Linked DNA regions of Mus musculus: all the other regions are linked to region 6. Evidence: chromatin contacts called from public HiCAR-type, HiChIP or PLAC-seq, Micro-C and promoter capture Hi-C data. All regions are on one chromosome and are shown on one strand. Each heading gives the region's core, a stretch centred on a gene start, on an enhancer-like site or on the middle of the called end of the contact. The rest is flanking DNA. Distances are from core to core; before and after follow the strand shown.

What was found. Promoter capture Hi-C pulls out the DNA fragments that hold promoters and counts their contacts. A called contact is a pair of places that touch in the nucleus more often than the background predicts. HiCAR-type assays count read pairs that join an accessible place to other places. HiChIP or PLAC-seq counts read pairs in DNA pulled down with a chosen protein or histone mark.
Region 1: a HiCAR-type map of astrocytes shows a contact between it and region 6, with 3 times the contacts expected there. The contact joins the promoter of Chst11 here to the promoter of Nuak1 in region 6. A contact is called at or near these places in 3 of 39 promoter capture datasets (the 3T3-L1 cell line, hippocampal neurons and liver) and 1 of 115 datasets of contacts at active chromatin or transcription factors (astrocytes).
Region 2: a contact with region 6 is called in a promoter capture Hi-C map of liver, with 4 times the contacts expected there. The contact joins the promoter of D10Wsu102e here to the promoter of Nuak1 in region 6. A contact is called at or near these places in 7 of 39 promoter capture datasets (the 3T3-L1 cell line, 3T3-L1-derived adipocytes, hippocampal neurons and 2 more).
Region 3: a promoter capture Hi-C map of liver shows a contact between it and region 6, with 7 times the contacts expected there. The contact joins the promoter of Eid3 here to the promoter of Nuak1 in region 6. A contact is called at or near these places in 1 of 39 promoter capture datasets (liver), 1 of 484 Hi-C or Micro-C datasets (embryonic stem cells), 2 of 115 datasets of contacts at active chromatin or transcription factors (astrocytes and embryonic forebrain) and 1 of 9 other capture datasets (adipose tissue).
Region 4: a contact with region 6 is called in an H3K4me3 HiChIP or PLAC-seq map of embryonic forebrain, with 6 times the contacts expected there. The contact joins the promoter of Glt8d2 here to the promoter of Nuak1 in region 6. A contact is called at or near these places in 3 of 39 promoter capture datasets (3T3-L1-derived adipocytes, liver and pre-B cells) and 1 of 115 datasets of contacts at active chromatin or transcription factors (embryonic forebrain).
Region 5: a contact with region 6 is called in a Micro-C map of embryonic stem cells, with 4 times the contacts expected there. The contact joins the promoter of Slc41a2 here to the promoter of Nuak1 in region 6. A contact is called at or near these places in 1 of 39 promoter capture datasets (hippocampal neurons), 1 of 484 Hi-C or Micro-C datasets (embryonic stem cells) and 1 of 9 other capture datasets (liver).

Annotation. Positions count from the first base shown.
Region 1 is chr10:82,982,376-82,987,105 of GRCm38.p6, forward strand. It overlaps Chst11 (carbohydrate sulfotransferase 11), which reads left to right and starts at 3,122. Exons shown (of 3, transcript NM_021439.2): 1 at 3,122-3,607. The coding sequence starts at 3,490.
Region 2 is chr10:83,356,917-83,361,600 of GRCm38.p6, forward strand. It overlaps D10Wsu102e (DNA segment, Chr 10, Wayne State University 102, expressed), which reads left to right and starts at 3,305. Exons shown (of 4, transcript NM_026579.3): 1 at 3,305-3,457. The coding sequence starts at 3,343.
Region 3 is chr10:82,864,280-82,868,734 of GRCm38.p6, forward strand. Eid3 (EP300 interacting inhibitor of differentiation 3) reads left to right here and starts at 2,347. Exons shown (of 1, transcript NM_025499.2): 1 at 2,347-3,651. The coding sequence starts at 2,428. The coding sequence ends at 3,555. All of the region lies in intron 2 of Txnrd1 (thioredoxin reductase 1), which reads left to right.
Region 4 is chr10:82,689,000-82,693,742 of GRCm38.p6, forward strand. Glt8d2 (glycosyltransferase 8 domain containing 2) reads right to left here and starts at 1,651. Exons shown (of 10, transcript NM_029102.3): 1 at 1,490-1,651.
Region 5 is chr10:83,334,683-83,339,571 of GRCm38.p6, forward strand. Slc41a2 (solute carrier family 41, member 2) reads right to left here and starts at 3,135. Exons shown (of 11, transcript NM_177388.3): 1 at 3,078-3,135. It overlaps Gm40722 (predicted gene, 40722), which reads left to right and starts at 4,007. Exons shown (of 2, transcript NR_168611.1): 1 at 4,007-4,190; 2 at 4,709-4,889.
Region 6 is chr10:84,437,473-84,442,360 of GRCm38.p6, forward strand. Nuak1 (NUAK family, SNF1-like kinase, 1) reads right to left here and starts at 3,196. Exons shown (of 7, transcript NM_001004363.2): 1 at 2,643-3,196. The coding sequence starts at 2,885.

The DNA.
Region 1 (4,730 bases), core at 1,872-4,371, 1.5 Mb before region 6:
GGGGTCTAGAGAAATGACAGAAACAAGATTTGAAGAGCCAGCCGAGTCAGTCGCAGGAAGGCGGCTCCCCACACATGTTCCACTTGTGGTTCATAGGAGAACCACACTTCCTGACCTAGGTGTGATTCCAGGCAGCCTTGTGACAGGTCCTGGCCAATAAATGAAGCTCAGAAACCCCATGTACCCCCTGAGGGCTAAGATGACTTAGTTATTTAGTGAGATGTTCCCTGTTCTCAAGCCTTGCAAAGGGCACCATTCTAGAACAACATCTTTCAGCCTTTGAGTTGCAACCCCTTTTGGGGCTGCTTTGGAATACCGGGAGACACAGATATTTACACTGCAATTCATACCGGTAGCAAAATTGTAATTATGAAGTTCCAACAAAAATAATTTTATGGTTGGGGATCACCACAACATGAGGAGCTGTATTTAAGGGCTGCAGCATTAGGAGGGGTGAGAATCTCTGTTCTAGTAATGCTGCTTCACCTCGTCTGCAAGACACATCCAAGGTACAGCCCTGCTGCCCATCGCAGTAGATAAACAGCAGCTGTTGGTGTAGCCCAAGTGCTTTAAGGCACCAAAAGTAGGGATTCTCTGTCATTGCCATAGAACCGTGCCTGTCTTAACAGATATGTTGGGAAAACAAAGCTGACTTATTTTATTTCGCTGGAGCAGAGACTGAACCCAGGACCTCATGCACGTTAGCCAAGAGCTCTACCACTGAGCTAAAGCCAAAGCCCAAAGCCTGGCTTTAGAAGCAGTCGTCTTACTTTGGGTCATCACTGAAAAGATACAATCTTCTTTTTTTTCTCCACATCTTATCAGTTGATTGTCCTTTTTCTTGTCAATGTCAGTAAGGTAGCACAGGCAAAGGGGAAATAAGTTTTTGTTAGACCAGGGACAGAAAGAAAGTGGAGACTTCCTTTGCAGTTGGTAAGTTTACAGCTTGACATGGGACTAAGAATCAGAACCTCTCCACTGACTACAAGTATGCTGTGGACAGCAGGGTCATAGCCTGTTGCCATTGGCTATGACCGTACACCTGAGAGGGTTCTACCTTACCTTCCTAGTCTAAGAGATAAATACCTCGCCATTTGTGACTTCCACCCGCTGTGTGCCAGTTGTACTGGGTATCAGAGTGGGATGGAGGGAGAGGAAGTCACCTTGATCCTTCAGGAGAGTTCTGTCTATAGGGCACAGTGGCTGGAGGTGGGGTCGGATCTGGAGCACAGAGGAGGAAAGAGAAGCCCAGTGAGAAATTAGGGGATACTTCCTGGAAGACGTGGCAAGTCACTGGCACAGCCTCTTCCGATTCTGTATGTTGGGCCAACCCAGATTTTGAGGATGCAAGCATGGATACCTGGCAAGGCTCTCCGTCCTTCTCCGGCACATGGTTCAACTCAATCTTCCAAAACCCCCAAAGACTCACATTTCTCACGTCTTCCTTGGGTGTGTGACTACCCAAACTGGCTTATTATGAATGTCCAGGCTCAACAGTGTGGTTTTCTGCCTTGGGCAGAAAGATGATGGAATGAAAGGCATGCAAATCCCTCTTCATCGTGCTTTGGTTAAAGAAGATAATGGCACGCCTGTAATGAGCAGCCCTGCAGGCCCTCTGGGGGATATGCCCCTACAAGGGGTCCATCCTCCCACCCAGTGCACTAGGAGGAGACTATACAGCAGTGCCTACTCACATCATGTGGGGACTCCCTGGGGAGTGGCTTGTATTGGAGCATGTATATCTCGGCCACCTCAGCAAGCAACTCATTCATAAAGGAGCAGCAAAATAATACTGGCTACATAAATATCTCCCTGTAATTGACTCTTGTCTGAATCACAGGAAGCCTGCGGACTTTCTCTGCTGAAGGGAAAACTTCAGGAGAAGGAAGAGGAGGTTTGGAGGCGTTTCTGGATACATGTATCAGAAAGCAACTTGTGAGTCTGTCAAATGTGAGGGGAGGATAAGGCCCATTACATTCAGATTCGACAAGAATTTATCAGTGCCCCTGTGAAGAGACACATTCAAAGGTACAATGTCTTATGGAATCCAGCATTCTGTAAATGCATTTAATGGTAAAGTAGAAAGGTCAGGCTTTACAATAACCCTGCTTTCCTGGCATAAAAGTGATCTCCTTATCATTGACCCGCGTCCACCTTATTGATCCTTGGCCACCCAAATGCATGGAGCTGAGCATTTAACAACATTTTACACAATGCAGGTAAGCAGCGCCATCTTTCTCTCTACCTGCCAAGGCTAAGCTGGCTTGGATCTCCCCCTCCCAGCCTCCACTCCCAACACTTTGTTGGACTTTTAGGGGCGTCTTTTCACATCCGTCCGACTGATTCTCATACACTTCGAATAAATTACAGAAAGCTGTACCTTTTGGTGAAACAGTTTTAAAAGCTACAAACCCGCTTTGCCCCGAGGGGTGCGGGTGAGGGCACGTGTCAGAAAGGCTAGCAGCGGCAGTCACCAGATCCTGGGATGCCGGAACAGTTTCCCTAACCTTGACTTTAAGTCCGCTCTCTTTAACCTCTTTGCAAAAGCAGCCCTCAAGCTGAGCTGTCCTTTGAAAGAAAAACGGAACTGCCCAGTTTTTGATCAGTATGAGAAGGGCATCCGCTCTTAGGGGAGCGTGGGGCAACTTCCCCTGCTAAACCGCCCAGGGATTGTAAATGGTCGCGTGTCAGCAGGGCTCCTGTTTGCCTCTGTCACCTAACCTGCTTCTCGCCACACCGGAGAACGGGTGGCAGCACTACAGCATCTTATTCATGGTTTTCCCCCATCCCGGTTGTGTCATGGAAACGTTCACGCAACCTCGAGACAGCGGCCCAGCTCCGCCCAGGGACTGAGGGCTTTTGGGACCCTGCGGGAGCGTGCTGCGCACTCCGGACTCCCCGGGAAACAGCTGGACGCGACCACGTCTCGGGTAGGGGCGGGGGGAGGCGACGCTCCGCCCCGGCGCGGCCCCGCCCTCCCCGCTCGCCGGCGCCCTCCCCTCGCCGGGGGCTGCGAGTTGCGTTTGGTAAAACCCAGCCCTGGAATATATAGATCACTGGAGCGCAATGAAGTAGCTTTTGGCGAGGGAGGGAGGGAGGGGGGCCTGGACAGTCACAGAGGCCAGTGCACGGCGGCGGCGGCACCTTCCTTCTCGCATCCCGGTCGCCCGGCCCGTGAGGAGGCAGCGGCGGCCGCAGGCGCCAGCAGAGGAGGCGGCGGAGCATCGAGCAGAGGCGAGGCGGACCGGCAGGAGCGCGCGGCCGGAGCCACGCATCCTCACACTTGCACACCAACTCCTGCGCCTTTCACCCTCTAGACCAGAGTCGGGGCCTCGGAGAGCCTCGGTGAAGCTAGCGGGAGCCAGCTCCGGAGCCCAGCCAGCTCTGTTCTGAGCCTCCCCGGTGCTGGTACCCCCGCGGCGGGGTCCCCGCTTCTGCGCTCGGGACGCGCCTCCCGGACAGCCGGGTCCCCGCGGCCAGGACAAAGCCATGAAGCCGGCGCTGCTGGAAGTGATGAGGATGAACAGAATTTGCCGGATGGTGCTGGCCACTTGCTTCGGATCCTTTATCTTGGTCATCTTCTATTTCCAAAGTATGTTGCACCCAGGTAGGGGGCGCGTTAGCGTGGTTTTGTTGGATATTTTCTCCTCTCTCGCTCTGCTTTCTGCTTCTTCCAACCTCACCTCTTCCCTTCGGCCTCTTCGGGGCTCTTTACTGCCGGGATCCGCGGGTCACGGAGTTGGGATGGGAAGAGAAGGTGCGCTTCCTCTTCCTCCCATCTCCAGGCTAGAGGTTGAGACTGCAAGGAGAGACAGCGGCGCGTGTTGTTGCCTCCTTTTTCTTTTCTTTTCTTTTCTTTTTTTCTTTGTGTCTTGTCTATTGGCTAGGTGGCATAGAAAGGTAGGGCTTGTTGGAAGCTGCCCGGGTTGATGGGAAGACTACAAAACTCTGTCCGGGTTGCTGCTGAGGGCTGAGGTGAAGCAGGCGCTGGCAGCCGGCTGTTCTGCGCCAGGCAGCGCTGCCTCTTCCTGGTTGGGGACCCCCGGGCGAGTGGTGCACGCCCCGGCTGGGTAGTGAGTCCCTGCAGCCGCCTGGGAAGCCCCAAGCCCAGCTACCACGTGTTCCAAGCTCAGCAGCAGAGCAGGTGTGGGGACAGAGTGGGTAGGTTCCCTGCTCTTCTCTCCATCGGGGGAGATATTTTGCGAAAACACCCCAGGGTCCAGCACGGTGGTGACTTTGCAGCTGTTGCTCCTGGGCCTGGTCTACCATCTCCTGGCCCCAGACCCCCCAGCTAGGAACTCCAGAGCCTTTGGGCTGCACTTTGACCATCAAAGCTCTTGGAGATACTTTGTGCAGTTTCATCCCTTCTTCTTGGGTTCTGAGCATTTAGAGACTTCTGCAGCACAGGAACGAATCCTTCCTCACGTCTTCTCTGGCTTAGGCTAAATACCAAGTCTCCTATCAGGATAGGCAGGGCCTAGGCACCCCTCATCCCGGGGGTCCAGAAGGAAAGTTTGGTGCTAGAGAAGAGAGGGGCGCCCTGGAGTGCTCTGGCCGGGCTGTGCTGCATGGTTTAGAAGCCCAACAGGTAGGACTTTCTAAGACGGTTCTGTATGTGGCCACCCAGCCTTAGACTTGGGAACCCCTTTCCCCATTTCTTCTGGATCAATAGACCTGTACTGGGTCACCTTGACATATTTTGACTCCTCAGAGTCGCTACAATAATCATT
Region 2 (4,684 bases), core at 2,055-4,554, 1.1 Mb before region 6:
TCAAGCATCCGCTCACCTGGGTCTGCCTCAGGAGAGCAGTCTTTCCTGTGTCTGCTTTAGCAAGACATCCTTTCACCTGTGTGCCCCAGCAAAGCATCATTTGACATAACTGACTTTCCAAAGAAACTAGAAGTTTCCATTTCACCCTTCTGACCTCCCCAGGCAGATCAGAGGTCGGTGTGAAGAGGAGCATAAGCGCCCTTTTCATGGTAGTTCTCAGCTGACAGACAGCTCAGCCTGATTTCCATGACTCTCTGACTGCAGCATAGCCAGCATCTGCCATCATAGCCCACTTAGCATCCTATCCTACTCGCACTGTTTTCAGGGATTGCGACACATTCCCCCAGCCATTTCGGGGAACAGATCTGTACTTTGTGTGTCTGGATAGGGTGTGTATGAGCTCAGATACGGAGGTCTAAGATGCTCAAGAGGTTGGTTACCGCGTTGTTGTGTAGTGACAAAGAACTGTGGTAAATAATCTTAGGCTAATGAATGATACTGAAGAGTACTTCCAATGCAAGAAATGAACAACCAACATTTGTCTACTTCCAAAAAGAAAGAAGAAATATATATTCCAGCCCTTTGATTGTATTTTAATTGGGTTATTTGGGCTGGCCAACAGATTAACAGGTTAAGGTGTCTGCTGCTATAATTTTTTAATCCATAGGACCAAATGAAGTGGGAGAACTGACTCCCTCAAGTTGTCCTGACTTCCTGTCATGTGCCCCTGTGCCAAGGCATGTGCCCCACCACACACACAGACACACACACACACACACACACACTGTGCACACACACACACACACAGAGTTGGGTTTTTAAAAAAAAATTTTTAAGATTTGTTTATTTATTTATTTATGTCAGCACACTGTTGCTCTCTTCAGACACAGCAGAAGAGGGCATCGGATCCCATTACATATGGTTGTGAGCCACCATGTGGTTGCTGGAAATTGAATTCAGGACCTCTGGAAGAGCATCCAGTGCTCCTAACCACTGAGCCATCTCTCCAGCCCCACAGGGTTTGTTTGTTTGTTTTGTTTTTGGAGACACAGATTGACTATGCAGCTCTGGCTGGTTTAGATCTTGCTATGTAGTTCAGGCTGGCCTTAAACTCACAGAGATCCACCAGCCTCCCTGCCTTCTGAATGCTAGGATTCAAGGCACTACTTGAATCAACAACTGCATATTTACTGCTGCTCCTGTTCACACCAGACATGAGGTGGAAGGAACTCAAATGTTCATTATCAGAGAAAACACACTGTTAGCAAGTCCTGGTAGCAAATGCCTGCTTGTAATCTCAGCACTTGGGATTAAGTGTTTGAAGATCGATAGCATGGAGTTCAACTATATAGCCTAGGTTATACAGTGTTCCCCCCAAAACAAATCCCTGCCCCGCCCCCCAAAGAAAGTGTGGTACAAAATTCAAGAGCATATTATTCAACATTAAAATTGAAAGATATCCTTTTCAATAAACCTTGAAGACATTCTTCTCAGTGAAATATGCTAGTTACACAAACAAGAGTTTATGATTCTAGTTACACGGAAAGAGAAATTATTGGGTTTGGGGTGGGAGCTGAGACAACTCACTTCAGAGATGGAAGCTTTAAAAACAAAAGCTTTATTTTCTGAGCACTCAGGGAGGCAGCTAGTATGGGGTCTGAACCTCGTCCTGGAAGGGAGATTGTACTTTTTGTTTTGTTTTGTTTTTGTTTTTCGAGACAGGGTTTCTCTGTGTAGCCCTGAGAGGGGAGCTGGGGGGAGCTGCAGTCTTATCCAATTGTGTTTTGACATTATAAGTTAAACAAGGGAGTACTGGGCCATATCCAGGGCACCTGGTTTCAAGGCCCTTAATTCCATTAGGTGCAGAGCTCAGAGTGATAAGGAAGCAGGGGTGGGGTGGGGTGGGGTGGGGGTGGGGAGGAGTGGGTCAGCTGCATGTAGTTAACTAGTGCATACCAGGCAATTAGTTATATATTTTTAAAACTTACACACCTTGATTTAGATAATAGCAATTCCTCTGCTCTCTACCAGTTAACAGACAATTAGGAAAACATGTAGACTTGGGACAGGTGTTCGTTCCTAGGTCTGGGAACATGAACTTGCTTGACCCTGCCAGCAAGATGGAGAAGTTGTCCCTGAGATGGCTGGACTCAGATAACTGTCTCCTTACACATTGTCCCTGAGGAGATGCGTTCACACAGACAACTGTTTACAACAGAAGCTGTTCTGATATAGGGAAGTCCCCAGCTTCCCTAGAGACTGGGACCGTGAATTAAGTTTCTCCCTATGATTAAATGGGAGTCTGGAAATGAAATGGTAGCACTTGGAATACGTTTCTTTCGCTTGTTCTCAACAAAACCATGAGCATTGGGTCCCAGGGGCAGGAAGAGGGGAGGAATGGGGTTTGTCATTCAGGGGTTTTGTTTCAGCTTTTTAGAAATGAAGGATTTGTTTTTCTGTAGGAGACCAAACTCAGTGCCTCACTCACAGCTCTACCTTTTAACTACCACCTGGAACAACCTTTTAGGATTTTGACATGACAGTGTTCCAAAGGCATGCTGTATATATAGCAACGTAAACAGCATTCTTAACACTTCTGGGTTTTGTGTTTACAGTTAAATAGTAAACTAAGCTGGGGTCTGGTCATCCAGACCTGAAATCCAGGCTATTTAGGACCTAGGTGGACTTTGAGTACCAGGTCAACCGGGGTAACTTGGTGAGGCTTTAACAAACAACAAAGTATGGTAATGGGCGGCTGTAGATTTAAGTACACGGAAATGGAAGCTGGAAAATGGTGATTTTGAAGTCAACCTGGGCCAGCCAGGATGACAAAAAATAAAATATAGAAAATGAAAAGAAACTGGGTGTGGTGGCTCCCACCTCTATGGCATCTGGAAGACTAAAGCAGGATTGCTACAAACTGAAGACCACAGAAACCTCCCCAAACAACAACAAAAATGGAAATAACGACAAAGGCCTCGCACCACCTTCTTCATGCTTGCATTTGCTTAGCTTGACCAAGCCGGGTTGATTCTTTTCTAACAACAATAAAGGAGGAGACTAGGGCTAGACTTGGGCTGGGGTAGACTAGGCGCCTGACACGTGCATCCGCAGCGCTCCGCCCACGCAGTGTGGTGCCTTGTTCCCATCCTCCACCCCGCCTCGGCCCCACCCCCGCTTCCGGTTCCCGTGGGTCTGAACTTCATCTCTAGGCGCGAGCTCTGGCCACGCACCCGTAAGTCACCGCCCACCTCCTAGTTTCGGCCAATTGCTGCCTTGACCCCGCCCCTTCCCCGTGCCTTCCTATATCCGGGCTTCTTTCAGTGGCGCTGGGTTGGAAGCATGGAGTTCCAGGGCGAGCGCGGGACCGGTCCTGGTGTTTCTTCGTCTTCTGTAGCCTGCTCGCAGGTCACGGTGTCCAGGGAGCTGCTGACGGCGGGGAGCGAGGGTTCGGGAGGTGAGCGACGGTGGAGAGCGGGGTGGGTTGGAGGGACACGGAACGCTGCTGGGTCAGGGACACTGCGGGACCCGGGAACGCTACTGGAGACACTGCAGGAGGTTGGGGATGCTACCGGGGACCGGGCACGCTGCGGGGTTCTGGGACACTGAGGCGCCCGAGACGCGGCAGGGCCGGGGAAGCCAAGGAGCTCGAGACGCTGTGGGGAGTCGGGGGTCCGGGTTATTGCGGGGCCGCGGACGCCGAGGAGCCAGAGACCCTGCGATGGCTAGGGATGCCGGGGAGCCTGGAACGCTGCGGGGGTATGGGACACCGAGAGAGTCCGAGACGCTGCGGAGGTCGGAGATACCGCGGAGTCTGGGACGCTAATTGGGAGGGGATGCCACGGAGCCCGAGACGCTGCCGGGGTCTGTCCGGGGTACGACTAGGCCAGCCCGGCGCTGGGCGGTGGTGGTTCTTTTTTTTTTTTTCCTCTACCTGCCAAGCCGGTCCAGGCCAGGTGGTCCTTGTAGAGTTCATTAGGAACCGCCCAGCCTGGCAGCATTTGGAGAGGCAGAGGCAGGCGTATTTTTGAGTTCGAGGCCAGCCTGGTCTACAAAGTGAGTTCCAGGACAGCCAGGGCTACAGAGAAACCCTGTCTCGAATAAACAAAGAACAAAATACAAAAAAAAAAAAAAAAAAAAAAAAAGTGGGCAAAGGCTTGAGTCTTCAGTGTTTGTTGCTTGGACTGGGCAGTTGGTTTGTTTGGAAAGGTGCAACTCGGAATAATTAATTTTTTAAATTGAGCACCTTCTAGGTAGGAGAGCTAGGCAAGTATATTCTACAAAAAAAAAAAAGCCCAGTCTGACTTGCCCAAGTCTACATAACCGTTTCTGGTTCTCTGTATTATGTACCTCTGGTATGTGGAGGGGGCTATTCTCTCTTCCTACTATGTGGGGAGTGAATAGCGCTTCCAATTTGGGAGGCAAGCACTGTGTCCATAAAACCCTCTTTTTGGGCCCTATTTCTGACTTCTGACTTACCTTTTGTGTGTGTGTGTGTGTGTGTGTGTGTGTGTTTCAAGACAGTGATTCTCTGTGTTGCCCTGATTGTTCTGAAACTTACTCTGTAGATCAGGCAAGCCTCGAACTCTTGCCTGTGCCTCTTAAGTGTTGGGATTAAAGCATATCTGAATTTCTTAACTAAAATCAAAGACTCATTGCAGGTCTACATTTTGCTAACTGTGCT
Region 3 (4,455 bases), core at 1,097-3,596, 1.6 Mb before region 6:
TTCATTCGTCTCCTCCTTCCATAGATGAAGTGGCTGGGACATAAAGATCCACTTAAGGGAGTTAACTTTGAAGGTTCTGGTTTCATTGAAGGTGGGTTGTCAGACATGAAACTCTGAGCTGTTCAGAACTGGTTCTGATTAGCACATTGGGAAACAACTTAGAATTTTACATCTGATAGTCATAGTGCCTTTAGCTTGGCATGCAGTGCAGGTGAGCCTTTGTCAGAAAGAAAGAGGCCACTTCAGTTAATCATGCAACTGTGAGGCTAGGCCTTACCCTGTTATCTCTGACACAGATCTGTATGATGATATACACATTTAAAAATACTTTTGTTAGGACTTAGGGGTAAGCTGAGTGGTATAGAGGGATTGCCTGGCTTGCCATGGCCCTAAGTTCAAGGTTCAATCCACAACACTACTAGAAAACGTATGCTGTCTTAGGGTTTCCTTGCTGTGAAGGGACAACATGACCATGGCAAAGTATTAGAAAGGAAAACATTTCATTGGAACTGGCTTGCAGCTTCAGAGGTTCAGTCCATTATCATCATGGTGGGAAGAATGGCAGTGTCCAGGCAGACGTGGTGCTGAAGGAGCCCAGAGTTCTACATCTTGATCTGCAGGCAGCAGAAGGAGACTGTGTGCCACATTGGGCATAGCTTGAGCATAGGAAACTTCAAAGCCTGCCCCCACAGTGACACGTCCTTCCACAACACCAAACCTCCTAATAGTGCCACTCCCTATGGGCCAAGCATACATATGGGGGCCATACCCATATAAGCCACCGTATATGCCAAAAGAAAAAAAAAGGAGTCGGACAGTGGGCAGTGGTGGTGCACACCTTTAATCCCAGCACTTGGGAGGCAGAGGCAGGTGAATTTCTGCTTTGGAGGCCAGCCTGGTCTACAGAGTGAGTTCCAGGACAGCCAGGACTACACAAGAAACCCTATCTCGAAAAACCAAAAAAAAAAAAAAAAAAAGAAAAAAGATCAGTAATAGTTTTTAAGATAGAGTGGAATACGCAGGAGACCGATTTTGCAAATGAGGAAACTCAAGTATATGGAAATTACAGAAGCATTTTTTTTTTTCATTTAAAGATGTGTACATTTAAATGTGGATATGTGCGTGTTGAGTACAGAGGCCTGTATGTACATCCTCAACCTAAAAATATTTTTCTTTTCCTAAAACCTAAAACAATGAAAAAAATCATTGCTTTGTATATAAAAGAACATAGTAAGTATGTACTCGGTAGTTAAAACCACTGATTATATAATTTTTATTCTATATGTTATAATTCCCATCTTATAAATGAGGGACAGTGGTGGCTTGCAGATTTAGCACCCGTCTAAGTTAATATAAGTAGATAAAGACTGGGACACAGGCTTTTCTTCCAGCCCATTTTTAGATTGGATTCCTTGAGGTGGAGTTAAAGTTGTGAGCCTGTAAGTGCTCTTAACATCTAAACCTTGTCTCCAGCCCCTTCAGCCCATTTTAAAAAATTAAAAATTAGTATTGTGATATATGTATGATGTATGTTTAGGCATGAGTACCCTGGTCTGTATGTCAAGTTTAAAAGACAGCATATGTGTAGACATGAGTACCATGGTCCATGTATGGAATTCAGAGGACAAGTTTGCGGAGTTGATTCTTTCACTCACGTTGAGTGGTTCGTCTTTTTGAAGGTTTATTTTTAAAAGTATGTGCATGCACACATGATTGCCAGTGGAGGCTAGAAGGAAGTGTTGGAACTGGAGTTACAGGCAGTGGCTGTGAGCTACCCCATGGGGTGCTGAACTCTGTCACTGACAGAGTCCCGTGCCCCCCCCCCCCCCCCAAGCTTTCTGTGGTGAGAGTTGGGTATGATGCGCTTGTTGAACTTAGAAACAAAACACTCCTCACATTGTTAAATCGCTGTGCACTGATAACTCCAGCCACTTAATTGCGCCATGGGTCACTGGTGAGCTGGTGTGTGGTTCCCAAAGCATATTATTCACCCAGTAGGTGATAACACAGATGGTGCGAGATGATACTAAAAATCTTCTTAGTTTGCTCATCTTATAGGATTCAGGTTAACCTCCTCTGTAGTGTATAAAAGCATTTAGCCTTTGGCAGGCTTCCCTTGCAAAATCCTGCCTGCCCACTGTTCTTCCACCCTTGAGTGGAGACACTCCTAAGAGTGTAAGGGATGGTGGGGGTGGGGGGCAAGAAGCATCCTTCATGCTGTGAATTAGCATGTACTTCCCTCTAAGCAGAAAAAGAACAACGGGAGCCTGGGCTGGAGGTGTGGTCTCTGTGAGCTGGGGGGCGGGGTTGCTTGCGCATGGGCAGGAGGCTCTGTTCCAACGGCTTACCTTTGCCATCTCGCGTCGCTACGGTTGGTAGGTAGTATGGTAGTAGCCCTGGGAGAGCTGTTACCTGCGCACCACCACCATGTCTAAAGAAAAATGTTCCCTTACTGGAGGCAAAGAGAAAAGAGGGGAGCTGGTCCGGAGTCTGGCATGGCAGCACCTGGTGAAACAGGAGGAGGAAGAGGCAGTGAAGAAGGAAGAAAAGGAGGAAGGGGAAGATGAGGAGGAGGAAGGCTCAGACAGTAGCTCCGATGACCCGAACCCCGAGCCCCCCTGCATGCACCCAGACCTCCTGGAGCTGGTGGTGGATCGAGAGAAGTGCCGCAAAATCCGCAGGCAGTACCGGCAGCTCATCTACACCGTGCAGCAGAACCGCGAGGACATTGTGAACACGGCCAGCGACACGCTGAGTGAGGCCCTGGAGGAAGCCAACGTGCTGTTTGACGGAGTGAGCAGAACCAGAGAGGCAGCCCTTGATGCCCAGTTCCTGGTTTTGGCCTCTGATCTGGGTAAAGAGAAGGCGAAGCAGCTAAACACCGATATGAACTTTTTTAATCCCATTGCCTTCTGCGATTTGCTGCTGTTGTTTGTGGGCTTCAATTGGGTAGAAGAGGAGTGTAAGGAATTTAGCGACTGCGATGATAGCATAGTTCTTTCCTTTTGGGGCATGTTGCACGAGGAAGCAACCTCCTGGATGCTGCAAGCCGAAACGTTCCACTTCATTTTTGGGTCATTTAAGGCAGAACGTTCTGCACGAAAGCCCCGGCTTGGATGTCACAAAAGAGCTTGCAAAATGGAAGGAAGTGGAGATATGCCTACAAAGTTGAGGAGGCTGGATGTGCATGCTAATCAGGAGACGACAGAAAAAGAAGTTGAGAGAATCTTGGGATTGCTGCAAACCTACTTTCAAAAGTACCCCGATACTCCAGTGTCATACTTTGAGTTTGTGATTGATCCAAACTCATTCTCTCGCACTGTGGAGAATATCTTCTATGTGTCTTTTATTATTAGGGATGGCTTTGCAAGAATAAGGCTTGACCAAGACAGGCTGCCAATTCTAGAGCCAACTAATGTGAGCCAGGTGGATGATGAAAGTGATTCCTATTCGTACTGCAGGAAACAAGGCGTTATATCTTTGAGTTTACAGGACTGGAAAAATATTGTCTCCACTTTTGAAATTTCAGAGGCTATGATCAAAAACTCATATTAAAGAGTTTTATTCATAGTATATCTTGAACTAACATCGAAAAATGGAATCTAAACAGAAGCACAAACTCTAGTAAACTATTTTCAAGAACAAATGAAATTGTCTACTGTGCAGTGTATTTTACTTGATAATCTAATAAGGTTGTAATCTTAAAAGTTCACTCTCATGCTTATGGGAAAGTTTTTTTGAAATTCACATGACACTCTCAGTAAGCTCCCGAGTTTCTTAGAAAGTATTAATTAGCCAACTTGCTAAACACAAAAACCAGGACTCACTGGGATACTGAATTGCTTTTTCTGACGCTGCAAAACTAAGGGCAAGGGGGCTTTTCACCAGGTCGGGGCAAGAGTGAGAACAAGACAAGAAAAGTCAGTAGTGTTCAGACTCTCAAGTCCAGGTGACGGGCTTCCTTTCAAAAAGTGGATCTCTGTATTCTGAACTTTGTTTTTGATAAATGAATTTAATAAAAGTGTGTGTGTGTACTGTAAGACTGAAGCCACTAAGTCTTGAAAGGCAGGTCCAAGTTAGACAATAGGGAAGGCATCCTGGCTTGGTTTTGAGACAGGGTCTCCTCATGGAACCCTGGCTGGCCTGGAACTCACAGTGACCTGCCTGCACCTGCCTCTGCCTCCCACCACACTGGGGGAGAAGGCATCCTAGGGAAGAAAACAAGATCAAATCTGTGCCACTGAGACGAGTCATGACCCAAGAGGCTGGGCAGATTTACAGAAAATTTACCCTTGACTATGAAGCAGGCGGGAATGTCCCTGACCTCGCCAGTGTTCAGAGGTAGACAATATTTGTCACTCCCAGTTGCAAGCCTTATCTTTGGCTAATCTTTCACCACTCAGTATCATCATGATTTTTACTAGCAGTGTCCCTCCGTGATGTTTCAACATGTAA
Region 4 (4,743 bases), core at 401-2,900, 1.8 Mb before region 6:
GTGGTCAGAACAGCGAGTACCAGAGCATGTGCCAAGCCATGTTCATGTATGTGATAAAATGACTCAAGTTTGGGAACTGCCACATGCTAAAATGTCCTTAAGTGGCATTCTTTGTTGAGATATTTCTCAGGACCTTTAAAGTGTTTTTCTAGTTTTTGCTCTGTCTGAAGGGGCTTGGAGCTCCTTCTCCAGTGGGACTACATCCTCTTAAACATCCTTTGAAATATTCTGACATCAAGGAAGCAATAAGAGAACGATGTTTCTTGGGAATGAGGAATGAAAACGGTGACTTAGTGAACATGCCTTTCAGAGAGGAGGATGAAGAGCGGAGATGTGTGTGTGTGTGTGTGTGTGTGTGTGTGTGTGTGTGTGTGTGTGAGAAAGAGAGAGAGAGAGAGAGAGAGAGAGAGAGAGAGAGAGAGAGAGAGAGATGGAGGGTTTAGGTATTATTGTGGAAGGATGAAGAAAGCAGGGTCCTGGGGAAAAAACATGTTGGGAGATGAGGAACACTCAAAAACATCAGAATGTCCGGGGCAGGGACCTGTCCAGTTCAGCATGTGTCACTTCTGTGACCTTCATTGTCATTATCAGCATTGCCAGGGAAGCTGGCCCTATGTGCCACATTTACTTTGTATCTGTGTGTCACATGTTACATTGTATCACTTTATTTCCATTTTGCAGATAGGAAAATGTAGGCACATGGATGAGATATGACCAGAATCAGGCTTATGAAAGTCTTCCCAGGTGGCACACAGCCCACACTTTCATTACTGTAGGGCACAGCTCTGTTGTTGGCTGTATCAGAGGGAGAACTAGAATTCCATTATGTAATACCAAAAGGATATTTCGAAGAAGCGCAATACCAAAACATTTCGAGAAGAAAAAAAAAAAAAAAAAGGCAAAACCAACCCACCAGCGTCCTATTGGCCAGCAGGCTGCATAGGACAAACATCCTGCGTCTTTGGATGCTAAATCAAACACTGTGACTCCCATACCACAACAAAACCACAGAATTAACTGCCAGTTCTCTTATTGGGTATGGAGGCCCCTGAAGAGTTTCTCAGGACAGATTCCAAAAACATGAATCATAACTCAGTTATGTCATTTTGGCTCAGAAACAGACTCACATTAAATGCGAACACTGATCTCTGTCATGTCTAACTCCTGATCCCCAATGCAACTTAAAATCCAATGCAAACGAACAAACAAATCACCATTAGGGCAGAGATGGGAGAATAGGGCTAGCCTCTGCTCTGCAAAAATAGCAAGATGTGAAAAGCTTATACAGTGAGCGTCTTGGGTTTGCTGCAATAGAAAGGTTCTTTACGATGTTACATTACAAACTAGGGGGCTTCTGGAGGCTGAGGCTGTGAAGGGGGCAGTCTGCCTCCTCCGAGTTACTTCTCTGAGTTCACAGCAAAATAAACAAGTGGTGTAGACAGAAAGGGTGAAATGGAAAGATTATCTTGCTTGTAATTGCTGTATTTACCTGATGGATGTGAGGGTAGGCTTTGGGCAACTTGGTCCAGAACCGCTGCAGAGCTGAGCATTCAAACTGCGGCTGGCCTCGCGGGACCACTAAGCTGCCTGTTGCTTCAGCTGCTTCCCAGATCCCATTGGAAATCCCAAATGGCTTGCGAGCCCTGAGTGTGCCTCAGCCGTCCACACCCACCTCCGCTTGCGCTTGCGTTGCCTGAATGGCTCGGGTTTCTTCCACTCCTGCAGCCTCTGGGAACCCAAGCCTTGTGCAGGCAGAGGCTGCTCCTGAAACGCTTCCAGATGTGCTCGTCCTGAAGGCAGGGCAGGTTGGCTGGCTGGGGCAGACTTCCTCTCTCGGCTTTCTCTTGCAGTCTGCGTGTGAAACTCTCAGCAAAACAGGGCTGTTCTGGAGTAAAAGCTGCAAACCTAGGGAAGAACAAATGTTTGGAAAGTGAATTTATACCGTCGTGCGTCTAGTGTAAATTTCTAATTTCAGCCAGGTTCTTGCTGAGAATCTTTGAAATCTCCTGTGTGTTGAAATGTTACCATGGCAAATCATGTCTCAGACAACCATCGTCTTTTATTGAGGCTGTGATAAAGACAGAAGCTTCCAGGTGGGGTGTATTCCCTCTGGAGGGGAGAGGCATCAGTCAGGGGGCAGACTTGGTGGCAACACTGCTGTTCTGTGGTTTTGCAGTTGATCCCCAGAAATGTAGGAATGGTACCAGAGCTTTGCCCAGGATCATGGAACATATTCCACAATGGCTTCTCTCTAACTTTCATAAGGAACTCCTCGATGGCTGCCTCCATCACAAGCAGTCACTTCCTTCCAATCACATGGAACTTTGAACATTGATAAAAACAGATTCATACCTTCTGCTTCATTTTGTTCTCTCAGTGTGTTAGGTAAGCTAAATTTTGCTCCACATTTCAGATTCCAGCCAAATTTGGGTCCTCTGAAAGAGCAGCAAGTGCTCTTAACCACGGCCACAATTTTCCAAGTTTTAAATTCTTTCAGCCTTCTCTTCTGTGATATTCCTTGAGCCTCACATAGAGACGAAGAGTTGATATAGAGTCCAGATTAGCGCTTAGCACTCAATGCAGTTGTCATAGTTCGTATCGTTTGGGGAGACTCTGGCCTCCCATAACCATTGACTCATAGGGTGTTATCACATGCCTGGGATTTTCATTTGATAACCATGCCTTCTGGGAGTCACATTGCCCACTCATGAGGGTATCAGATGTGGTAGAGTGGTCCCTCAGACAGGTCCCAAGGCAGTACCACAAACAGGACTGTAGGCTGATGCCTGTTCAGTTCAGTTCACTCCCAAGATCACCTCATCTGTACCTCTCATCTACTCAAGAGGATGCCTGGCATTGAATTATTCTACTATTGGATAAGTGGATGATTGGCATGAGTTTCAAGACTGAAATAGTAACTGTTTTCATAGGACCTACTTCTCATATTAACTGAAATCTCTCTGGTCATTATTTTCGAACCCTTTCCTCTGGTCCCTAATGTATGACTCCCAGTCCCTTTCTCTCCTATTCCTGCCATGCCTTGAGGACACAAGAGGTTTCTTATCTATGACCAGCATTTCCATCTTGTATGGTGGATTCCTCCTCCTTATGATGTAAACGAGAAGAAAAAGAAACTCAGGCCATCAGTGACACCTCAATGGTGCAAGGGTACACTGGAGCTCAGTTGTTAGATTTATTTACTATTGCAGGTTTTCAGTCTCTCCATCTATTAGGAGTTCTGCTAGAAGAGGCCTAACAGAACCAAGGGTGAAAATGTATCGTGCATGCCAGGTGGTGGTGACTGGGTTCCAGGGCATAAAGATCTGGTCTGGTCAGTTAAAGTAAGGGCTTTAAAAAAAATGTCTCTCCTGAGCAGTGGCGACACAACCCTTTAACTCCAGCACTCTGGAGGCAGAGGCAGGTGAATTTCTGAGGTGGAGGCCATTCTGGCCTACAGATTGAGTTCCAGGACAGCCAGGGCTACACAGAGAAACCCTATCTCAAAAAAAAAAAAAAAAAGAAGGAAAGAAAGAAAGAAAGAAAGAAAGAAAGAAAGAAAGAAAGGAAGGAAGGAAGGAAGGAAGGAAGAAAGGAAGGAAGAAAAGAAGAAAAAGAAAGAGAAAAGAAAAAAAGAAAAGACAAAGAAACTCCATTATGATGTAAAATACTCAGAAAAGCCCCAATAAATGGAAACAAGTATTGCTGGTGCTTTCAAATAATATTTAAATAGAAGTTTAAAAATAATATTTAATTAATGTAATAATAGCTTTATATTTAATAGTTAATTGATAAAAATTAATCTGTTCAAGCTATATATCATCATGATGTGATACACACACCCACAAACTGTGTAATGATTCCAAGTCAAGTTAACGCATCAGCATATATGTTGTACATTAGATTCCCAGAGTAAGGTCTTTTTTTTTTAACATGTTCATTTTATATCCTGCTCACTGCCCCTGTGAGTATGATCATCTTACAGCTGTAAGTTGGTACCCTTTGACAAATATCTACCCATTTTTCCTACCCTCCTGGTCCCGTACCTGGCAAACATGATTCTACTCTCAGTTTCTTTAAGTTCAACAATTTTAGATTCTCTATATAAGCACTTACAGTGTTTGCCTTTCTTTGTCTGGGTTATTTGACTTAGCAGATTGTTAAGTTTCAACCATATTGTTCCAAATGTCAGGGTCTTCCTTTTCTGCCTGAGAAATAGTCCATTATACAAATGTGCCATGATTTCTGTGTCCAGTCATTCATTACTGGACACTTAGATGGTTTCCATAGCTGAGTTATTGTGAGCAGTATTCAGTGAGGCTAGGAGCACAGGTCTCTCTGCATGGGCTGGGCTAAGTGAAAGACTCATGGATGGGAAGCACTCAGTTCACAACCAGAACCAAAAACAAAACAGGCGTTTCATCGACTTATTGATTTCATTCCTTTTGGATGTATACCAAGAAATTGGAGTTGCTGGATTATACTGTAATTTTTAATTTGTGTGTGTGTGTATGTGTGAGTGCACATGACCATGCATCTTACAGTGAACATGTGGACATCATCAGGTAACTTATGGGAGTCAGTTTTCCCCTTCCATCATGTGGGTTCTAGGGATCAAATCCTGCCCTTAGCCTTAGCAGCAGGCTCCCTTACCCATGGAGCCATCTTGCCAGTCCTCTGTATTTTTTTTTTTTTTTGAGGAATATCCATATTATGTTCCATAGTGCATGTACCAATTTTATTATT
Region 5 (4,889 bases), core at 1,885-4,384, 1.1 Mb before region 6:
GGGCTGTCCCTCGCCTACTTTACATCAGTTGCTCCCCATTATTTCTCCACGGAAATCTTTGACCTCCTTCTTTTCTCTAAAATTCCTGAAGTTTGATAGCATATGTTCAAACAGTAACAGATTTCCTTGCATGACCAGACCATTCAGTCTCCTGTGCCTTTTCTTAGAACCACCCACACCTCTTACAAACGGCATTGTTAGCCAAGAACCTTACCAAGTCGGTTAGGTTAGAACCCTCTCCCAGGTATGTGATGAAGTGGGTCTGGATCCTTCATCTCGGTGTCCCACCACCAAGTCTGTCTTCAGCGGGAATCATTTTAAGATGATTTTCCCAGAACCCCCCTCTCTGGGGATGCCTCCTTTCAGCACCTTTCTATCCACTGCCCCCTCCCCTGCTCTTCACCTATGCATTCCTGCCCCTCCACACATAGTCAGGGTTAAGTCCCATCTCCCCCCCAATGCCAAACCCATTGCCATGGCTCATCTACTACTACAGTGGCCTTCCATCAAGTTCCTCACCATACAAGTTCCATCAGATACTTTTTTCTTTAGTAGCAATTAGATCCATGGAGAAGAGAACTGGAGTTCAGAGAAATGCCATCTCTTCTAGTAACTTTGGGAAGAAAGACCTTAGGCTGGATTTGTACACACACAGAAATCCCCCATGCAGAAAGCAGGGCGACATCCATTCAGTTCCAGATGACTCTTAATCTCAGCTCCAGCAAAATGTTTTTCACTCGAGGTGCCAGTGGATACCTGCAAGCCCAGTACTTGGGAAGCAGAGACAGAAGGACTGCTGCAATCTCAAGGCCAGCCTGATCTACAAACACATACACACACACACACACACACACACACACAGAGAGAGAGAGAGAGAGAGAGAGAGAGAGAGAGAGAGCTAAAAAAGCAAATATAATGTCTAGCATCCACAAATATCATAACTGCAATAGAAACTACACAGACCGAAAGGAGAAAAGTACTTTTTACTTTACTGGGAAGTACATGAGATTTTGTTTGAGTGATTTGTTTAACATCCAACATAAATTACTTGTAGCTAATAAGTGAAACTTTTCAAACATATAATATACAAAAATAGCCTAAAGTCCCAGCAGGACACCCAGGACCATACCTCCTGTGGCTTTTCTCAAGAAAGCCAAAGAAAGAAAATCACAATAAAATGCCCAGGAATGACCAGGTAAAAGGTGAAGCGTTCTGAAAGAGTCAAATGCCTCTTAATCATATTTTTATGCTACTTTGCCAGTGGCAGTCAAGAATCTAGAATTTTTCCTATAATGAATAAGACATCTCAGCAACAATAACAAAAAAATCAAATATGACAGCAAAAATAGGAGTGGAGGGTCTAAACAGAAATCTCTCCAAAACAGATACACATATGGCCAATAAGCATACAAAAGGCGTTTTAATCTCTTGTCTGAGATGCAAATTAAAACCAGGAAAAACACTAGGATAGCTTAAAAAAAAAACAGTAAAAAATAACGTGTCGGTCGTTGGCGGTTTAAGGAAAACGCAGCCCGCATAAACTGGTGGAGTATAAAACGTAGCAACAACTTTGATTAAAGTCTGAAAGTTTCTCAAAAATGTTAAGTACCAAGCAATTCCACACCTAAGGTTTGGGGCATTTAAAACACACATCCACAGAAGTTCTAGCAGCATCATATCCGATGGCTAAAAGGTGAAAAGCAATGAATGCCATTTCATTAACTGGTGAATGGGCACACACCGCATTATCAGTCATTCAGCTCCAAGAAAGTAGAGAGCCGACCCACACTAATTACACCATGAATGAGCTTTGAAAACAGTCTGGCTACGTGAAGGAAGCCAGACAAAAAGCCACAGACACGTTGGTTGGGTGTGGTACAATCCTGTGTGAGATCACCACTTGAGAAATTGAGGCAGGAGGACCACGAATTCTGATTAGCCTCAACTATAAGGGAAGAGTCAAAATCTTGTCTTTAAACGGAGGAGGTGGGAAACCACAAATACTGTATGATTTCATTAGTGTCTCCAAAGAGCAAATGCATAGGCACAGAAAAATTAGTTGGGGCAGTGGGGGGAATGGGTGGCAAGCAACTAAAAGGTATAGGGTTTCGTTTGGAGATATATATATATATATATATATATATATACATACATACATACATACATATATATATATATATGTATATATATATATATATATATAGAGAGAGAGAGAGAGAGATAGTAGTGACAGTTACAAAACTAGATGAATACACGTAAAGCCACCTTTGGGAGAGATAAGTAGCACGTATGCTACATGACTCATCGGTCAATCAAGCGTCCATTTACAAAAAGATGACACCGGGGCACTATACCTAAGAACATAATATATAGGTAACACACAAACATGCCAGCTCTCGCCATAAATGGACACCGAGGCTTCTTAAAATTGAGGTATAGTGTGCATCCATAAAGCCAAGAACTGGGTGGCAACGCTGCTGAGCCCCGAAGCAGGCTCCAGGGGTGAGCGCAACCCGCCTCGCAGCATCTGCATCCGAGCTCACCTTCCTCCATCCCTCGGCGCGCGCCCCCAGTCACGGCCACCGGAGCCGGGCAGCGGCGGGCAGGGCTGGACAGAACGGGGCGGCCTCGGGTCCCGCCGGGCGAGGCTCCAGCATCCGGCCGCACCACCGCCCTCCCACACCTAGCCGTGCCTCTGTCTCCGCTCCCGCCGCGGCAGCCTGCGCCGAGCCCGAGCGCGGCGACGCTCTGGGAGTCGGTGAGCCCGGCCCAGCCCCGCGGGCCCGCCTCGCCTCCTCGCTGCCACTGACAGTCGCCCGATGCCCGCGGCCACTCGCGCGCACCCCGCCCCGCCCCGCGCACGCGCGCAGCCGGCTGGGCCCGCGGAGAGCCGCTGATGTGGCCGCCCGGAGGCTACCCGGATCCGCGGCCGCGCCCCGGCAGCCGCCCGCCCGCCGGCTTGTTCGCCTGCCCACTTGACCGCTCGCCCTCCTGCCAGCTACGACTCCTGGCTGGTTAGCTTAGGCTGTCCTGCGCATCCTCCCAACCGCATCCCAGCCCGCGCATCCTCCTCTCACCGCTCCGTCAGCCCCGGGCCTCGTCGGGGGTCCAGCTCGCGTTCCTTGCTGAGCGGAATGAAGCCGAGGACGTGGGAGTCGTTCGTTGCGCTCTTCTGGGAGGCCAAAGGACGGGGAGGAGACGTGCGGGCAGCGCGTCACGCCCTCCGAGCGCCTGGCAGGGTCAGAGCCAAGTGCACTGCGCTGCTCAGCCGAGCTTTGCAGTTTGCCCACGCTCGAGTTTTGGGAGCCAAGGTAGACTTGAGCCAGAATTTGCCAAGGAAAATCGGGGGCTGCTTCCATGACTGTTTGTTAAGCACCTACTATGTGCGGTTCAGCTAGTGGGACTCCACCATCCCACCCTGCAAAGATGTGAGCCCCAGAGCACTGACTCTTGGGGGGAAACTGCTCGTTTTGATTCTGAGGCTATTATTCTATTACCTTAGACCAAAGTTTTCACCAAATTCAGATGGGGGTAATTTAGCACCTTTTCAGGTGGGGACAGGGACACACACACAGAGACACTTCCATCTGACTGGACATGATGGCACCTGTCTTTAATCTCAGAGCCAGGTAGTTCTCAGTGAGTTCAAGACCAGTTCTCTACTCAGCAAGTTCCAGGAAAACCAGGGTTACATTGTGAGATCTTGTCTCAAAACAAAACAAAACAACAACCACCCTCATTTTCTTGTGGGTTTTTTTTTTTTTTTTTTTTTTTTTTTTTTTTTTTGGTTTTTCGAGACAGGGTTTCTCTGTGTAGGTCTGGCTGTCCTGGAACTCACTTTGTAGACCAGGCTGGCCTAGAACTCAGAAATCCGCCTGCCTCTGCCTCCCAAGTGCTAGGATTAAAGGCGTGCGCCACCACGCCCGGCTTGGGTTGGTTTTTTTTGTTTGTTTGTTTGTTTGTTTTTTTGTTTTTTTTTGTTTTTTTTTTTTTTTTTTTTTTTTTAAACCCTAGAGGACAAAGTCTCTCTGTGCAGCTCTGACTGGCCTGACACCTGTTATGTAGCCCAAGCTGCCTTTGAACTCACAGAGAGCTGTCTGCCTCAGCCTCTCAATGCTGGGATTGAAGGCGCACACCATCATTTTCCAACCTTCTCTCAAACTCTTACCCTTCCTGTTCTGGAATTACAGGTATGTACTATTGTGCCCAGCCCTAGATCAAATTTTGTGTGTGTGGGCTGGGTGCGGGGGTGGGAGGGAGTTAAAGACAGGAGATATGCTTAGCAGTTACAAACAGGTACTGCTCTTGCACAGGACACAAATTTAGTTTCCAGCACCTACCTACACACACACACACACACACACACACACACACACACCTGGAAACACCAGCTTAGCTGGACGAAGTGCCTTCTTTTGCCTTCCACGGGCATTAATTAGCATTCATGAGCACATACCCAATCCGTGCACACAGATATACAGTAATTTAAAATCTTTAAAGGATTTTAAAATTCCTTTAGGAATGAAAACATTTCTATGAAGAACATGGGTGTTGAATTTAAAGTTACAGGGAGTCGTTATTTTGGTTTAGGGTTCTGTGCTAAACCCCCAAAATGGAGTCACTTACCATTAACCAACTGCCCCACTTTCCCAGAAACCTGTATGAATTGCATGATGTTGAAGCAGCCTCTGCCTTAATTTTTACACAGGCAAACCTGATGCTGAGTCCTCTGTTGCTCCCACCCCACCCCTCCTGTCTCTATCTTAAAAGAGAAGGAACTTTCAGCCTCCCAGTCTGCTCCTGGGTTTCTTGTTTCTACTTTCTTCGGCCCCTTTGAGTCTGTGAAAGAAACCAATACCGACCTCATTGGAATGCTCACTCTGTTTTGT
Region 6 (4,888 bases), core at 1,946-4,445:
AGCATTTACATCGATACCCAGCCCCTGAGCCATGCAATCAGAACAGGTGAGCATCCTTGCTCCTATGTGAGAGCTGCTCTCCAACGGGGCTGGAGGAAAGCATCCATAGGAAATCCACCCAAAGCCAGAGCAGGCAGAATCAAGTCCGTGTTTCCCTGAGCCTCCTCAGCGGAAGCTAGGAGGCAAGACGAGGTAATCGCAGATAATGTTTTGCTGCTCTTGACCCGAGTCACCAAGCACCAAGTGGGCAAGTGCAATGCTGACCACTGTTTTTCTGCTTTGCTTTGGGGTTTGCTTCTATTATCTTCTATTCAGACAGGCATGGGGAATTTCCCACCTGACAATTCTCATTCTTCACTTGAGCCTGTCTGCCATCTGTGAACAGCTCACTCATTGAGGAGGATCCAGGCCCCAGGAGGACTTCTTGCCCCGCCCCCAGACCTCAGGTTCCAATCTGTTAAAAAGGGAGGGTTCACTAGAGGGTCTTGCTAACGTTTTTCAACTTAGCTCTCAAGTAGAAAACAAACCCATGGAGAAGTGAAGCCGTTTGGTAACTCTCAGTTCCTGGGCCTGTATTCTACTGACAGCTTCAAAATCTTTACATAATTTTTTGAATAAAACAAGAGATTTCGCTGAAATTAATAGCACAATGGGAGGGAGGGTGAACCAGACAATAACAGCTGACTGACTGGTCTTGCAGAGGAGAAATGAGCCTCTGTCGTTCTCTGGGCGCCCCCTAGTGGCCATGAGGCTAAATCCTGGCAGAATGTTTCCAGACACCCACCAAAGAGGAAGGCAGGCGCCTGCCTACCAATGCAAGTCTAACCCAGCCTGCGGATCAGACAGCTAGAAGAACGCCTGCCTGACTGGAAGCCACAATGGAGCTCAGCGGCCAAGCATATGCCACAAAGATTCCAAGCCTGGCTGAGCTGTCTCACAAGCACTTAGGTGTGAGAATGTGAGGGTCCCCACCACAGATTCCAGGCCTGCCCTCCCTGCTCCGACCCCTCACCTTCTCACATCTTCAACCTGCACCTCAGACAGCGCCTGTTTTTCATTATCCTGCTTTCCAACTTACCAGCACGATTCTTCATCAGCTATTAAGACAACCAGGGAAAGGAGCTACACTAAGTTTCCGCTTATTCAACGTCCAGCCTGGGGAGTGTCACCTCGGGAAGAAACGCATGAATGAGCGTGCTGCTCAGGCTCTTCATCTGCAGATAATCTCTCCAACACACACACACACACACACACACACACACACACACAGAATTCTCAGTCTAGAAAGCAAAGGGCACCTGCGCAATTATCATAAAATTCATGTATGGCAGAGAAGTTTATTTTAAGAACACAAATCCCTATCTCCAACTCATTGATAACAGACGTTTTAAAGATGATAACGCAAGTCAGCGTGGGCAGTGAGTCTGAGAAGCGGAGGGGCTCTGCAGCTGGCCACATAGTTGAGATTACAAGAGCAAACCTTGCTGACCGCAATCAGTTTCCACAGAACTATCTCTATATAAATAAAAAAGAAATACTACCAACACACTGACAGTTCGCTTTGCCCTCCCTGTAGCTACTGGTTAGGTTTATAAGCAACAGCATCCTCCCCCAGTCCCCCAGTACCCCGAAAAACTGCACACACGAGAAGCGTCATAGTTTCTGACTTTGGCCCTAAATCGATTAAAGTACATCTGATATGCTTTAAATCAAAGAACCATGTGCATTTCTGCCATACACCACACAAACTCTTTCTGCAAGAGTCAGTCACTTTGAACCCAACTCTAGCCACAACCAGTGTGGATTTCAAGGGCCTGTTCTGCAGAGGGGGAACCGACAACAATCCAAAACTGGGACAATACTGAGCCCCCGAGGCACCTGGCAGAGCTTCAGCTGTATCGGGTGCGGCCGGCCAGACCCCTTGAACAATTTAAGTAGTCCTGAAGCCAGGACCTGGTAAGGCAAGCGAGCCTGCTGCAAATCAACTCTGGGACTGAATGGCCACCCCTGCCAGGGACATGTCATGCTTGCCAGAGGCGGGAATGCAAGCTGTCAAGAAACCTCAGACATTCAGTAGAAGCTTTTAGGTTTGATAGACAGGAGGAGTCTGTCTTTTGCAGCAAGAGCAGCATCAGGGTAAGCAAGCATCCCAGTGGAAAGGAGAAGTGGGACTGCAGGTAGATGGGAAAGAAGCGGGGGTCCTGAGCAACTACAGGACACCACACTTTCGAGCCCAGCTTCATGGCTGATAATGTAGGTCTTTTTGGAGTTTGTACAAATAAGGAACTCCCGGACAAGGTCTGAAGGTGTGTCTTTGGGGAAGACCCCATGTTCTCAAAGCTGCAAAATGTGAATCCTAAACACTACTTTGCTAGCTGGGGTAAAAAATAAAAAAATAAAAAAGGTGGGGTGAGAGAAGCCCCCAAAATATGTGCAGACAAGATGTAACAAGTGTTTTCGGAGATATACACCTGAGTCACGGGGTGCTGAAAGGAAAGTGAGGAGTCTGACTGGGGGCTTCTGCTGAAACCTTTCTAGAGAAGGGAGCCCCGGTGGCGTGGTGCCCCCAGACCGTCTCCCCGCCCCCATCTTGGGCCACCAGGGAACCAGCTCGAACCCCTCCAGGAATTTCCCTTACTCACCACTCGGCCTGAAAACCTCTCGGTGGCTCTCTTGACTTTGCCGTAGGTACCTTTGCCCAGGGTCTCTTGCAGCTCATAGCGATGCTTCAAGTTGTGTTTGTGGTGATGTCGCTTCACCCCGTGCGGCTTCCTGGGCTCCACTGGGGCTGCAGTCGCCCCGGCCACCGCCTCCAGCGGAGAGCCCGGCAAGCCGGTCTCTACAGCAGGGCCATCCCCTGCCGCGGACACTGCCGCCCCTTCCATGACCAAGCGCAGGGCGAGCCGAGTTGGAGAGGGCAGGTCCCGGCACAGGGGCTCGGGGTGGTCCCCACCGAGGGAAACCGGGGTGCGTTCAAGGTCGCCCCCGCAGCAGCATTGCTGAGACGACCCGACCTGGCTCTGGCTGCCGCTGGGGCACTAGCGGCGGCGGCGGCGGCGACTGCACATCTGGCGTCCCGGGCGCGCACGCTCGGCGCACCGCCCCCTGGCCAGCCGCGGCAATCTGCGGAGCGTCCGGCGAGGTGGCAGCGATGTCAGGGGAGGCGGTGGTGTTGGCGAGAAGGAGGGGAGAGGGTGGCTCCGCGCGCTGGAGAGGAGTGTTATGTGGGGCGCCGCGCCCCCCGCCCCCGCGCCGGGAGGACGCGCAGACGGGGCGGGGCGAGAGGGGAACGCGGGGCGGGCGCCCGGGTGTCCCCACCTCCGCGCCGGGCCACCGAGCAGGGAGGGGGCGGGGTGCGTGTCGTTGTTCACTCTTTGTGCGGCGCGGCGCAGGCCGGGGCGGCGGCCCGGCTGCTTTGTCCTCGCCGGGTGGGGACGCAAGGTCCCGGGTGGGTCGAGGTGGAGGGGTTGGGGATCGTCAGTGCTCTTGTCCCCTCCCCGAGCGTCCCGCACTCACCCTCCGGAACTACTGCGGGCCGTCCGCAGCTAGCTTGGGCCGATCGGCCTCGGATAAAGGTCGCAGGTCCCCGAGGCCGCAGAGGCGACAACGCACAGAGCCAGGCTCACGCTCTGTGGCCCGGGGCTGTAGCCTCCTGGGCCACCCTTCTTCATGTTTGTTATGGTGTGGCGGAGGCCGCCAGGCTCGCTGGAGCAGGGGGAGGCTGGGTTGAAAGGAGGCCCAGCGGTGTTGGGTTACCGGCGGTGAGTCACAGTCCCCTCCAGCCGCCGAGGCCCTGCAGGCCCCCAGCTCCGGCACGGTCAGGGCAGGGCCCTCCTGGAGCAACCGCGGAGCCTGGAAAGTCCCCGAGAGGGATGCTTCGGAACCCCGGCTCTCTCAGGGAGAAAGGCGGAGTCAGGAACGAAGGGAGGCTCGAAGGAGGAACCCGGCCCTTCTCCAGGGCTCCGATCTCCCGGTAAAGTTCGGGAGTCCAACAGGGACCAACACCTAAGAGGAGGGAAGTGGGGGCCTGGATGGAGCTGGGTCCCCTGAGCTGCCCAGCGCCATTGGAAAGACCCCTTTCCGACAAACCAAGGCTCTGAGATAAGCCTAGGCCTTGGCCTGCTGAGCAGTTCCTTGTCCAAGCCAGAGGCCACTTGCAGGCCTCTTGACCCCCTCAGGCGATGGGAATTTTCCTTTGACTAAAACGGCCAGATCTCACCCCACCAGGTGAAGGTCAGGCAGGAAGGCCTCCCAGCAAGGCTGCCCTGGTTCTCCTGAGATGAAGGGAGGAAAAATAAGACATGAAAAAATTAAAGGTATCTTGAGAAATTTTTTAAAGTAATTTCACATAAATTACATTGTTCCACACTAGGGTGGGAAGACCGACCAGGAAGAGCATCTGGTGTAGTCTCCAAGTACTGGCACTTCCTTCTGCAGCCCTCAGGTTCCTCCCGCCCTCCAAATTCCTTCTGACTTCACTCTTGTCTACTTCTCACCTTACACTGGACTCTAGCAACAGCCTGTCTTCTCGAGACGCCCCTCGCCCCCACCCCTGTTGTCAGAGTCATGGCCTGAAACACACCCATTGTCGGCCCTCACTCCTCCGCTCAGTTCTGGACTTGATAATGGTCTTATCTCCAAACTTTATTTACTTATCTTACTGATGCCTGAAACCCTCGGCCGGTCCCTGCCTACCTTAAAAGCACTCACATAAGACAAAAAAACGCAAAGACCATGCCCCAGTCTATTCGTTCCACTAGCCCTTTCAGGGACACCCTCTCCTTCCCCTCCCCCTCCCCATTCCCCATCCTGAAACTGTAGGCAGCTTTTAAATGGTCTGTAGACATCCCTGCATGTAGATTGAGAGACAAGTTGGTGGCCTGCAGGG